Linked DNA regions of Rattus norvegicus: region 2 is linked to region 1. A link is a contact called in public Hi-C data. All regions are on one chromosome and are shown on one strand. The core of a region is the stretch at or near the end of the contact, and the rest is flanking DNA. Distances in the headings are between cores, read along the strand shown.

Region 1 (6,223 bases), core at 1,626-4,125:
GGAGAGAGCAGTCCATCTCAGGGTCCAGGCCTCTGTCCACAGAGTCACTGCCTTCTCCCTCCTGTCCCCCCTGGAAGGTCCCCAGTTCTGTCCGGAAGGACAAGCAGGGCTGGGCTGATAGGTCACATGGCCAGTAGGAAGGCAGAGAAAGCCAGGGCAGGGGTGAGGGCTGTCCATGTGTCGAGGTGGTCATGGGGATTGAGTGGCTGGGCTGCTTCTGTGGGAGCTGGGACTGAGGCTGGGGCTACAGCTACCCGGAGGAGGGGCCAGGCCACCCCCATCTCGTGTTCCGCCCCCCGACTGTCCGCTTAGAGTGTCCAAGCCCTCAGAGTTCTCCAACATTTCCTGGATAAGTGGTGGCATGGAACCAGGGATCTCCATCTTCAATGTGATCACCCGTTCAGCTCCTGTGGGGGAGGAGGGGGAGGTCAGAGAGCCAGACCAGAAGGGGAGGGTCACGGGGCGAGGGGACCAGTACCACCCACGTGGGCATCTACCGCACATTGCACCTGGGGGCTCAGTTACTTGACATAGGCCAGCTCTCCTGAGCCCCCAGTGTGGAGACTGGGTGAAACATTGTGAATTCAGGCTTCTTGTTTAGGTTTGGCCCCAATGCCCCGTGTCAAGGGTTATCCAGCAGACGCTTCCAAACATTATCATCCCCCCACCGACACACACACACACAGGAAACAGGCTCAGAGCTGGCAAACGCCCTTTCCACAGACTACACCCACACAGCTTATTATAGAGGCTTGTCTTAAAGTGGAAAAGTGACAACTAGAGAGCCACGGCTTAAGACAGATGGGGACATGCCGATTAGGAAGACACCGTGTAGACACCAAGACATGAGGGACCAGCTTGACTGTGGACAGCAGGTCCCAGGCCAGTCCTGGGTGGGCCTCCCTCTAGGTCCATAGTTCTCAGCCTTCCTAATGCTGCAACCCTTTTAATACACAAGTTCCTCCGGCGGCGGCGACCCCAACCATAAAATCATTCCATTGCTACTTCAAATCTGTTACTGTTATGAGCCCTCATGTGAATGTCTGACATGAGACTCGCTGTGAGTCATGTAACCCCCGAGGGTTCGTGACCCCCCCACCCATGCTAGAAACCACTGCCCTAGGTGAAGGCCACCAGGAGACTCACCCTTGGCGCTGATACTCCGAAGGTCCGTGATCTTCATCAGCATCTTGGGGAACATGTGGGGTCGGCTGGGCCTCCGTTTCCGGACATAGACTTTCAGTGCTTCCAACAGCGGCTCCTGCAGCATGTCCACCTTGTCTGGCTGCTCCAGGTCCTGTCGGTCTGAGCACAAAACTGTCCCTGAGCAAGAGCCCCAGCCCCAGTCCCAGCCCCAGCCAACTCCACCGACCAGGAATACAGTTGCATTCCCAGATATGGCCACTTGGGGGCGGTGTGCCCAAGCCACAGAGGGCAGAAGGCTGCTCCCACACACCTGGCCAGGAAGGGTCTCTGGGCTCGTAGGCAAGAGATATACTTTATACTCTAAAACAAGAGTGGGGTGTGGGCTTCTCAAAGCTCTCCGTAGCAGCTGTGTTGGTGGATATGGAAACCCCTGCCCCAATGCGGGCGGCTCCCCTCACAGAAAGCAGGGGATTCCCAGCAGGTCTCCCCTGCCACCATCATCACTACAGCAGGGTGACGCCTCCTGAGAGCCACCTGCGCCTCACCCACCTCCACAGATGAGGCAGATGGCACTGAGCAGTCCGGTCTCAGCATCGTCCATCTCCAGGGGCAGCAGCTGGTTGGCGAAGGCAAAGACCAAGTCGGTGAGGGGGCCAAAGCCAGCGTTGTGCATCTGAGTCCGGTTCAGGGTCAGTCCATCTGAGAAGGTCATTGTGTCTTGCTCAGGTGTGTACCGCGTGCAGATTCGCAGAATCTGGGTGCAGAGGATGTATACGGGTTCAGAGGCTGGAGCGCCCCCAAGTCCTGCCCCAGCCCCTGGCACACCAGCTCCAGCATCCCCCGGAGGCCTCTCTCTCCCTGGCAAGCAGCCAGAGAGCATGGCTGTCTGACAAGAATTTTCTCCAGTGATGGAAAGGTTCTGTCTGCAGCATCCGAGACGGTAGCCACCGGCCCCATGTGGCTGCTGAACACTCGAGATGTGGCTAATGCAACCGGGAGACTGAACTGAGTCTGATTGTAATTAAATTTAAATAGACGCGCATGCGTATCCAGGAGATTGCTCTGGCCAGCAGATCTAGGCCATGCTGCCTTCGTATAGAGAAATCAGGAGGGAAAGGAGTTTCCAGCCAGCAAGAAACAAGGCAGATCTGTTCCTAGGACCATCCCATTCAGCTTCAACACTTTGTGCCAATGGCGCCTCCCACATCTGTGCACTGGGGACCGGGCACATGACACCCTCCCCTTCCCAGCAGACCTGTCCGTGCCTCTAGTTCTCTACCTACGATGTGTCTGGAAGACATTACCGGGAGTCCTACTCTTAGCCTTCACTCGGACAATTCTTACTACATCCGGCATCCACAACTCAGGCTACCAAACGCTCCAGCACTGTGTCCCAGCAGCAGGCCCCTCTACTTCCTGCTCCCAGGAATGGCCACCTTCCCGTGATACAGCTAGGTGGACAGGAGCCCACAGTGGACTCCGGGAAAGCATCAGAAAGTGACTGCCTGGCTGGGAACAGACCCTACAGGGGCAGGGACCCGGGGTTGAAGAACAGGGGCGGACTCTCACCAGGATGTCCAGGCAGGCAGCCTTGAGAAGGGTAATCTGGTCGGCAATGGTGAGGGTGGTGAAGCCGGGAAGCTGCTTGGCGAACTCCACAGTCTTAATGATACACTTGGTGGAGAGTTCACTGAACTTGTCCCAGAGGTCAATGTCCAGAGAGACACGTTGTTCTGAGCTGTTGTTCTGGGGGAGGCAGGGAGAGTAAGGGCCTCAGCTACGACACCCGCTTCAGCCTGGCCCCTGCCTGCCCTCCACCCAGCCTACACTTCCTGACAGTGTAGGACACAGAGGGAGGATAGCAGAGGAGGGCCTGGGCTGGCATACCGTAGTGTACTTGCCCAGCTGGCAGAGGGCCGGGAAGGTCTCCTGGTGTGCTTTGCGCACCTTCTCGATGAGTTCCCCCACCTCCGGTGTCAGCGTGTAGCTCTCTGAGCACTCGGGCTTGGGTGTTTCTTTCTTCTTTTTGTTTCGGTCGTTTCGCACCGCTGGGGGGAGGGTGGCATGGGTGGGTTAGAGTGAATGCTTCCGGTTCGGGGTCAGGCCCAGCCTATGCTATCCATCAGCCAGATGGACACACAGATACACACACACACACACACACACACACACACACACAGACACACACAGAGACAGACATATACACAAAACAGTGCACCACACTAACCCTCCATGTCTATCTGAATCATGTCCTCAATCCTATTCTAGGCCCCATGACTGGCCAAGGCCATACATGTGCACACATGCCCTTGGTCAGTGTGTGGTACTCTGTCAGGCATCCAACGGAGCTCACACTCTAAGAACATGTGCCCAGGTTGGCAGTCATGCAAACTGAGCCCTGCTCTGCGCCTGCTAGAAATCCTTGGAGTCTCAGCGCTCCTGGCAGCAGTCTCCCTGGGGGATCCCTAAGACTGGCTCAGAGCAGCTCCCTGGGCGGACAGGGAATAAGGCTCCCCAACCCAAGAATGGGGGCCCCTGGCAGAGGAATCTCTTGGCCCATTAGCTGGGGAGCTGACAAATCACCGGGGGGCGCTGAGCCGCACACACCACTCGGCTTTAAAGAAGCGATGGGGTCGTTACCAGCCGATTATCCCAGACACACAATCACTCACAGGGCCTCTGTGGCGGCTGCTGACGCGGGAGGAAGGAAGGATGGGGGTGGGGGGGGTCCGGGGAGGGGGCTGGGGTGGGGGGGAGCTGGCATAATTTGGAGATCACTCATGTCGATTCTGCAAATTCAATAAAGTGCAGGGGAGAGAAGGGAGAGGGAGAGGCAGAGTGGGGGGATAATTTGGGAAGAGAAAATTGCAGCTGTGACAAGACGTTTATCATTCGGAAGCTTTAATTCTATTGAAATGGCAGCTGCTCAGCTCCGGGGCACAGAGCAGCCGGGAGAGGGAAAGGAGGGAGAGAAAGGGGGAGTTGTTGTGGGAAGGAGAGGGGGTCCCCACCCTCGTGTCCTGTCCTTCTACAGTTCAAAGGAGGAAGGTGGAGCAAAGGGAGAAGGAAGTGACGGCCCTTTTACCAAAAGGTTCAGTTCTGCACGTCCCAAGTTGTCATAGACTCTGCAGAGGACGGGCACTACTTCCTGAGCGAGTGCAAGACCAGCACTCCCAGTCTCTGGTGACGGAAGGCAGCAGGATATCCAGCCCCCGATTCTTGGCTGGGGCTGCTGGTGCATTAGTCAGAACCATCTTTCTCTGCACCCCTCCCCACAAAGGGCTGGAGGGGGTCTTGCAGCCCCCTCCCCCACCTCATCCCCCAAGGCTCAGGCTCCATGGCAACGGCCACGCAGACAAGGAGGCGTCTGTCAGCGTCATTTATCTCTGACATCATCAATCACTGGTCACCACGGCAACACCCATGATTCAACACAAGAGGGTCTCCCTGTCCAGCCCTCCCTCTGTCCCTCCCTCTGTCAGGGCCTCAGCTGAGTCCAAACTGGAAACCCCTTTTCCTCTGGGATCTGAGAAGCCCAATTCTCTTCTAACTCTGGGTTCCAGGCTTATCCAGACAATGGCTTCAGGGGTCCTATGTCAGCCCCCCTATACATACAAACCAACTTCACACCCTCTGGAGTTCAGGCCCCTCCCCTAAGATACAGGAGAGACTGGGATAAGCTACCGAGCCACACCCCAAAGGCAAGCGAAACCCAGAAGAAAGCTATCCTGGGGGCAGGCACCCCATGCACAAGCACATAAGCACCGTGCTAATGGGATGGCTCTGTGCATTCTGGGGCTTGAACACCAAATGACACACGCACGCATGCACGCACGCACGGACACACAGTCCGCCAGACTCACAGGTTTGCGGCGTTACTTACAAAGCATCCTCAACTAGAAGCTTGCCCGCCCATCACGGCACACACGTTCCCACATGTACACACAGGCACACACACGGTGCCCCTGCACGCCCCACCTTGGGTGGGGCTTGGCCCCTGGCCCTTCGACACTCACACTCCTTGGACATGCCCACTTCGAAGCATTTCTGCAGCCGGCAGTACTGGCAGCGGTTCCGGGTCACCTTGTTGATGATGCAGTTCTTGTCCCGGTGACACGTATACACCATGTTCTTTTGGATACTGCGTCGGAAGAAGCCCTGGGTACGGGAGAAGGAGTCGGGTCATCCACACCCATAGTGGGAGCAGCCTGGTTGCTACCCTAAGCTTTTGCTATGGCCTATGTAAGAGATGGGGGGAGATGACTCTCCTGTAAGGATTCTCTTTGGGAGAGTCCAGGCCTATCGCTATCCCACAGGCTGGCCTGGAGTCTTCCCCAACCTATATCCCTGTACCTGATTTCTCTTTCAGAGGCCAAAAAAGAACTCTCAGGGCTGAGTAGAACATAGGACACGCAAGGCTGGAGATGGGAAAGGAGGCATCTGGGACTCGGGACACAGCAAGAAAAGACAGCAGGACGAGCTAGGTGTGGTGGAACATTCCTTTAATCCCAGCACTTGGGAGGCTTGAAGCAAGTGGATCTCTGAGTCCAGCCTGGTCTACATAGAGTCCCAGGACAGCCAGAGCTGCATAACAGAGAGGACCCTTTTAAGAGTCTGGCAATGTCCCAGGTCAAATTCTGTTTAAAAAAAAAAAAAAGAGAGGACCCTGTCTCAAAAGACCAAAAAAGCAGCAGGAGAAGCTGACAAGGGACGCTGTACAGTTACACACACATGAGGCCAAGAGGGGACTGTGCAGTCAGTCATGTACACTAGTGAGGCCATGAAGGGACAGCGTGAGGCCACTGCAAGCAAGACAACAGGATATCCACCACCTAGACAAACATACTAGACAGTCACAGAAAAGCCACGCTGTCCGGGGTTCTGCAATGTAAGCTAAGCTAGCACGGAAACAGACCTGACCAGGGAGCAATGAGACAGGACAAACCAGACAGGGCCAGCACATACATACACAGTCTTACACTAACTACCCTTGACCTCTATCTTATACCTGGAGATGGCTATTCCAGTCTGAGGTTCCTTCCAGGGCCAAGAGCCCCAAGTACTGAGGAGGTATAGC
Region 2 (6,223 bases), core at 2,657-5,156, 170 kb before region 1:
TTCTCATCAGCAAGCTGTCCTGTATAGGCATCTGGACGCTGGCCTTTTTCCTTTCTATCCCTGAGCTGCTCTACAGCGGCCTCCAGAAGAACAGCGGCGAGGACACGTGGAGATGCTCCCTGGTCAGTGCCCAAGTGGAGGCCTTGATCGCCATCCAAGTGGCCCAGATGGTTGTTGGGTTTGTACTGCCTATGCTGGCTATGAGTTTCTGCTACCTGGTTATCATCCGCACTCTGCTCCAGGCGCGAAACTTCGAGCGGAACAAGGCCATCAAGGTGATCATCGCTGTGGTCGTAGTGTTCGTCGTCTTCCAGCTGCCCTACAATGGGGTGGTCCTGGCCCAGACCGTGGCCAATTTCAACATCACCAATAGCAGCTGCGAAGCCAGCAAGCAGCTCAACATTGCCTATGACGTCACCTACAGCCTGGCCTCCGTCCGCTGCTGTGTCAACCCTTTCTTGTATGCCTTCATCGGCGTCAAGTTCCGCAGCGACCTCTTCAAGCTCTTCAAGGACTTGGGCTGCCTCAGCCAGGAACGGCTCCGGCAGTGGTCTTCCTGCCGCCATGTACGGCACACGTCCGTGAGCATGGAGGCGGAGACTACCACCACCTTCTCCCCGTAGGGGGCTCCCCGGCCCAGACTACAAGGACCTCTCCCAGGGGCCTTAATGTGGGGACTGGGAGCATGTGCACGGACTCCCGATCCACCGAAGAGCTGCTGAGGGAAGGGCAGTTCTGGCCAGTCAGGTTGACATCAGAGCCTAAGAAACCACTTAATCCCAACCCATATTTGCTACCTACCTCAAGCAAAGCTGAAAGAGACATGGCTGAGAAGTTAATACCCAAACCAAGGCAGCTGTCCCCAAACTGACAGCCAAAAGTGAAAGTTGAGAGGCCGCCACACCTTCCGGAGTGAGGGATGTGGGGCCGGTGAACACCCTGGTTCTAGAGTAGACTTCAGAGGCCTCTGAATGGACCTGCTTCTAGCGTAGAGAGATGTGCGGTAGACTCAAGGACAGAGGTTATCCCCACTGTTGTCAAGTCAGTGAGAGATGGCCGCCTCTCTCCGTGCTCCCACAGAGCGCCCCTGCCCCTTCCTTCTGCCTCTCCCCAGTTCTCCTCAAGAAAGGAAACGTTTCCTGAGGGCCAGGCCCCATCATCAGCCTGAATGCAGTTCCAGTTGGGGCTGTGGATGGCTATGACAAGTCGTCGGGCCGCTCCTCTAGGATGGGAGAGAAAGGCAGGGAGAAAGGTCACAGGAACAGAGAAGGTGACCCTGCCGGCTGACAGCGGCCGGCAAGCCGCTCCTTTGTTCTCCGTCAGTAACAGAAACCTTTCCTCCCTTCTGCTGTTCTGCTTTCCACTCTTAAGAGACCACATATTTTACTAAAAGCAAATAAAAAGATTTCCCTCAGGGAAACAACTTGGAAAGAAGGGAGAATTTTCCTTGGTAAAAGGCAAGCGAGTGAGCGCTTTGGTAATCCCCCTACTTCACCTGATGGTCCAGCACCCACACCCCCACACCCCAGCCTTGCTTTCTCAGAAGCATGAGGTCACTGGGCTCCTCTGGAGACACAAGCCCAGGAGGCTTGCAAGAGGTGGGAAGAGAGTGAAGACAGGCTGTCTGACCTTCACATACACTCTCGGAGCCTGTGGGGTGGGACCCTTGAAGGCAGCAGTACACATCTGAGGCCGCTCTGAGTAGAGGATGGAAAGACCAGGTTGTCCCAGAAATCCCTGTGCTAGGAACTCAGTGGACCCGGAGGAACACCTGCATCCTGCTGTGTTTGCGGTGACAGGATTGCCCGGAAACAGCCCTAACCCTTGTCAGGCCCCTTCAGATTTGCACAAACCCCTCTAAGAACTTGTGTTTGGTGGGAAGCTCAGACAGAGGTCATGGCATCCTGGAGTAAGGGGCTAGGATGAGACACATGGTACAGGCTGGGACAGGACCCTGTGGGGTGTTTGAGAGCTAGGACCAACCACTTGATTTGCTCCGCCACTAGTAACAGTAGTCGCTGTTACCAGCCTGACCCCTAAGTGCCTCTCAGTCCGTTCCTGTTTCCTGTAACACAGCACCATGGTCTGCGTAACTTAGGAACAATAGAAATCTATTTCTCACCACTCTGGAAGAGAAACAACTCCCACACTAGTTCGCCCGAGTCCATTTTGAAGGCATTAAATCCGTTCACTAGGGTGGAGCCTTCATGGCTAGCCCTAACTCTTGGCTAGCCAGTTATCTCTCAACTGCCCCACCCTCCAATACCGTCACCCTAAGGCTCAAGTTCAAACGTAGGGATACTGGAGGGACACACATATTCAAAAGATAGCGTCGTGGAGAGCAGAGGGAGAGGACTCTGCTCCCCTCACCCCACCTGTACAGGCCAAGTGTCCTTGTCATTGTGCCCCGGTGTCTAGCCATAGCCCTAACTTCTCCAAGCCCGACAAGGTCCAACCTATGATAACCTAGACAAGAGTCTGAAGGCTTGGCACTCTAATGGCTCTGAGTATGGAGGTGGGATGGGGGATGGGACATGAGAGAGAGGTGAGACATTCACACAAAAACATAACTCCAAGCGCTTACCTAGGAAGCGCAAGGCCCTGGGTTCGGTCCCCAGCTCCGAAAAAAAGAACCAAAAAAAAAAAATAAATAAATAAAAAAAATAAAAACATAACTCCAATTTCCCCAAGAAAAAGGAAAAACCGAGCCTGTTCCCTGACGATGATGTTTCTCTAAGCTTGTAGCCACAAACGCCGGTTACCCTCCTCCACAGGATGCATGGGGCTACAAAGACTTTAACACAATTGTCAGGCAGTCTCCAAGCCTGGAATCAGCGCCCTGAGAGGAACAAGGCTGGCCCAAGTGCAGTCAGCGTCAGTGTGCCGCGGCCTTCAGGATGCTGGTATTGAATATTAAAAAGGCTCAGCCATGACTGTGTGACCACAAGCGCTGGGCAAGAAGGTGATGCCACTGACCATGGTCGTTCCCAAGGGAAACCTGCCAGAGTGCGTGTGGGTGTGTAGATCCTAACGAGGTTACAGACGGGAAAACAGCCCTTGCTTCCTCCAGGGGAGGAATACATAGAAGGGATCACGGAAGGGGAAGCTGGGCCAACCATGCAAACACGCCACCCTGGCTTCAAACACATTTCTCTCGTATAACTGGACATCTCCAAATATTTACAGAAATAACATAACCCCCAGCAATGTTAATCCCCCTAAACTGCTGTGCCTCAGAAGTCCTAACCTCAGCTCTATGCTGGCCTGCTACCTAAGGCCTGACCTGATGCACTCTTGGGCCTATCTCCAGCTGCAGGGTGATCCCCAGGATAAAAGAAAGCACCACACGCACATCCCCCCACCCCCTGAAGCCCACACAGGTCTTCTTTCCCATTCTGCCTTTCTTATCTGCTTTATATAGCAGTCCCACCCCTCTAAATTTGTGTCCCTTGCCACACCATCATTCTGCAATTGCCCCAAGCTCCTATCATTCTATCAACAGTCCCTTGTCCTCCCCCTGCAACTCCTCCCCGACACACACACATCAGCCCGGACTCAGATCCTCCCTAATCTAAGACATTCCCAGGCCACAAAGTTGCCCTTTCTGCTGGAAGTGCCGAACCTTTAAGTTCATAGGTTCAACAAGCTGCTGGGGACGTCAGGAAGCAGGGGCCGACCGACCCCCTGCGGTTCTCTAGACAGAGCAAGGAGCGGGCTCATCCAAAGAGCCGCAGCAATGAGGGGAGGTTGCTTAAGCAGGCTGTGGAGCCTGAGGGTCTGGCAGAGTTGCCAAAGGGGGCTGGGGCCTGGCCCACTCCGAATCCCAGGCCTGCTGCTCCCAGCTGTGTGACCTTCAGCTCTTGCTCAACTGCTCTGAATCTCAGATTTCTCAATTGCAAAACAGGGGAGATTTGGGTAAACACTTAGCACGGAGCCAGAATGTTGAGCGAGGTGGCAGGGAGCTCCCACTCCGCAGCCAGACGGCCTGGTTCATGTCTCGGCTCCCTCACGGTGCCTCAGTTTCCAAACCTGCATAATGGAGTTATTAGCAGTGTCTACCTCCCAGGGTTGAGGTAAGGAAGCAATTCATCTACAAAAGTGAAATGCTTAGAAATACCCAGGCAAGTGATATCGTCTTTTGGGAGATAGTTGAGAAATTAAAACATTGCAGGGCTGGAGAGGTGGCTCAATGGTTAGAGCACTGGCTACTCCTTCAGAGGACCTAGGTTCAGTTTCCAGAATCCACATGGCAGCCATTAACTGTTTGCAATTCTAGTCCCAGATAATCTGACACCCTCATCTGACACCTCATGGGGTACATGCATACACGCAGGCGAGACACTCATACACATAAAATGAAAATAAATCTTTTGTTCTGTTCTCATTTTTTGAGACAGGGTTTCTCTGTGTAGACCTAGCTGTCCTGGAACTGAGTGAGTTCTAAACCAGGCTGGCCTCGAACTCAGAGATCCGTCTGCCTCTATCTCCCAAACCCTGGGTACAACACCACCCACCGGCATAAATAAATATTTATTTTTAAAGACTTATTTATTATATATGAGTACACTGTTGCTGTCTTCAGACACACCAGAAGAGGGCATCAGATCCCATTACAGATGGTTGTGAGCCACCATGTGGTTGCTGGGAATTGAACTCAGGGCCTCCAGAAGAGCAGTCAGGGCTCTTAACTGCTGAGCCATCTCTCCAGCCCCTAAATATTTTTTTAAAAAATAAAATACAATGTTTCTTTAAAGAGAGAGTGAAGGCAAAAGAGATGGTTCAGTGGGTAGCGTTTGTTGTACATGAGGCCCTGAGTCCAGACTCAGTCAAAGGCCAGACTTGGTGCTGAGGAAGACAGAGAAAGGGAGATTCTAGAGCCTTTGGCCAACCAACTCTAACAAAATAGAAGCTTTGGGTTCGATGACGAGACTCCATCTCAATAAATAACAAGAAATAAAAGGGTAAATAAGTAAATGGTGGAGAATAGAGGCAGACACCCCAGTGTTTATCTCTGCCCTCCACCTGCTCGCGCACACACACAAAGGAAACTCTTGCTAAATTCAAGGTCACACTTTCACTTCCTCCGCCCTGTGTCCATTCACACAATCCACAACCAACCCCATGAGACACTGGCCTTCCCACACGGTGGCCAGGTGAGACGTCTGAGGCTCACGGAGAAGGAAATACATCGTCTGAGGTCTCTAAGGGCTCCTTGATACTCAGAACATCTGCTTGAACCTTAACCACATACCCTGGAGGTCAAGTTTCTCTAGACTGAGTCCCTGGGGATTCTGTGTTTCTCTCTCTCTCTCTCTCTCTCTCTCTCTCTCTCTCTCTCTCTCTCTCTCTCTCTCAACCTGTTGGCTTTGGAAGAACAAACACTCCCACCCCCCACCCCCACAGGAATCCAGCTGGCCTACCCATCAGGCTTCCCAGCCATCCATCAGGCTTCCCAGCCAGGGACATAGATGAGGGAACTGTCAACAGAAGCTCCAGCTAGAACTTCTGTGACCCTGAGGTCTGAGAGCATGCACATGGCCTACAGGTTCCTTCTCCTTCTGATTTGTATGTGACCTGGTCACATTTCCCTGCTGATGTTAGGTTTGCCGGCTGTCACGTGCTCTTTGAAAATAGTTATTCCCAGTGGGGCTTGGTGGCACATGCCTTTAATCCCCGCACTGGGGAGCCAGAGGCACGTGGATCTCTGTGAGTTCAAGGCCAGCCTGGTGTACATAGGAAGTTCCAGGACGCCCAGGAAAAAAAAAGAAAGGCAGAAGCAAATGGCTATTACCCTATTTTGTCTACTGTCCACTGATCCCATGAGGTTCCCTGACCAGGCTGTTGTGGCATTGTGTCACCCCACACACATAGTTGAACCCCAAGTTCTCGTCTCCCAGCATGACCTACGGGTAGTAGGCCTTGAGGTCAGATACCTACATCCTCTATCAAGAGAGCAGGTGAGGAGATTTCTCAATCCATTTCACGGCTTCCCTAGGACAGTGTGCTTTATGTTTGCTCTAAATAAATACCTTCCATCGTGACGTTTAGCAGATGCTGCACATGAAACGCACCAAACCCTTCCCCTAAGTTTCAAAGCAGCTGGGAATTCCAGCGTGCTAATCTTGGATGCTTCGTGCAACTTCAGTCCAGTGACAGTCACAGTTAATCTCTCGAAAAGGCAGAGGTGCCTTCTTCGAGCCCCGAGGGTGTTTTCAGCAGCCTG

The links. Hi-C and Micro-C count contacts between places; a contact is called where the count stands out from the background.
Region 2: a Hi-C map of liver shows a contact between it and region 1, with 3 times the contacts expected there. The contact joins two enhancer-like sites. A contact is called at or near these places in 7 of 12 Hi-C or Micro-C datasets (the A7r5 cell line, Schwann cells, frontal cortex and 4 more).

Annotation. Positions count from the first base shown.
Region 1 is chr10:84,417,828-84,424,050 of GRCr8, reverse strand. It overlaps Rara (retinoic acid receptor, alpha), which reads right to left. Exons shown (of 8, transcript NM_031528.2): 3 at 5,163-5,304; 4 at 3,034-3,194; 5 at 2,716-2,892; 6 at 1,696-1,900; 7 at 1,147-1,305; 8 at 1-407. The coding sequence ends at 190. Among named protein-coding and RNA genes, the nearest start is that of Rara, 9.5 kb to the right of the region's middle. Within about 2 kb of position 2,875, at least 7 of the 93 cell types and tissues checked have an H3K27ac peak or open chromatin away from gene starts, as enhancers often do. A contact at or near this core is called in liver, where this site is marked.
Region 2 is chr10:84,588,799-84,595,021 of GRCr8, reverse strand. Ccr7 (C-C motif chemokine receptor 7) reads left to right here. Exons shown (of 3, transcript NM_199489.4): 3 at 1-623. The coding sequence ends at 623. Among named protein-coding and RNA genes, the nearest start is that of Ccr7, 13 kb to the left of the region's middle. Within about 2 kb of position 3,906, at least 5 of the 93 cell types and tissues checked have an H3K27ac peak or open chromatin away from gene starts, as enhancers often do. A contact at or near this core is called in liver, where this site is marked.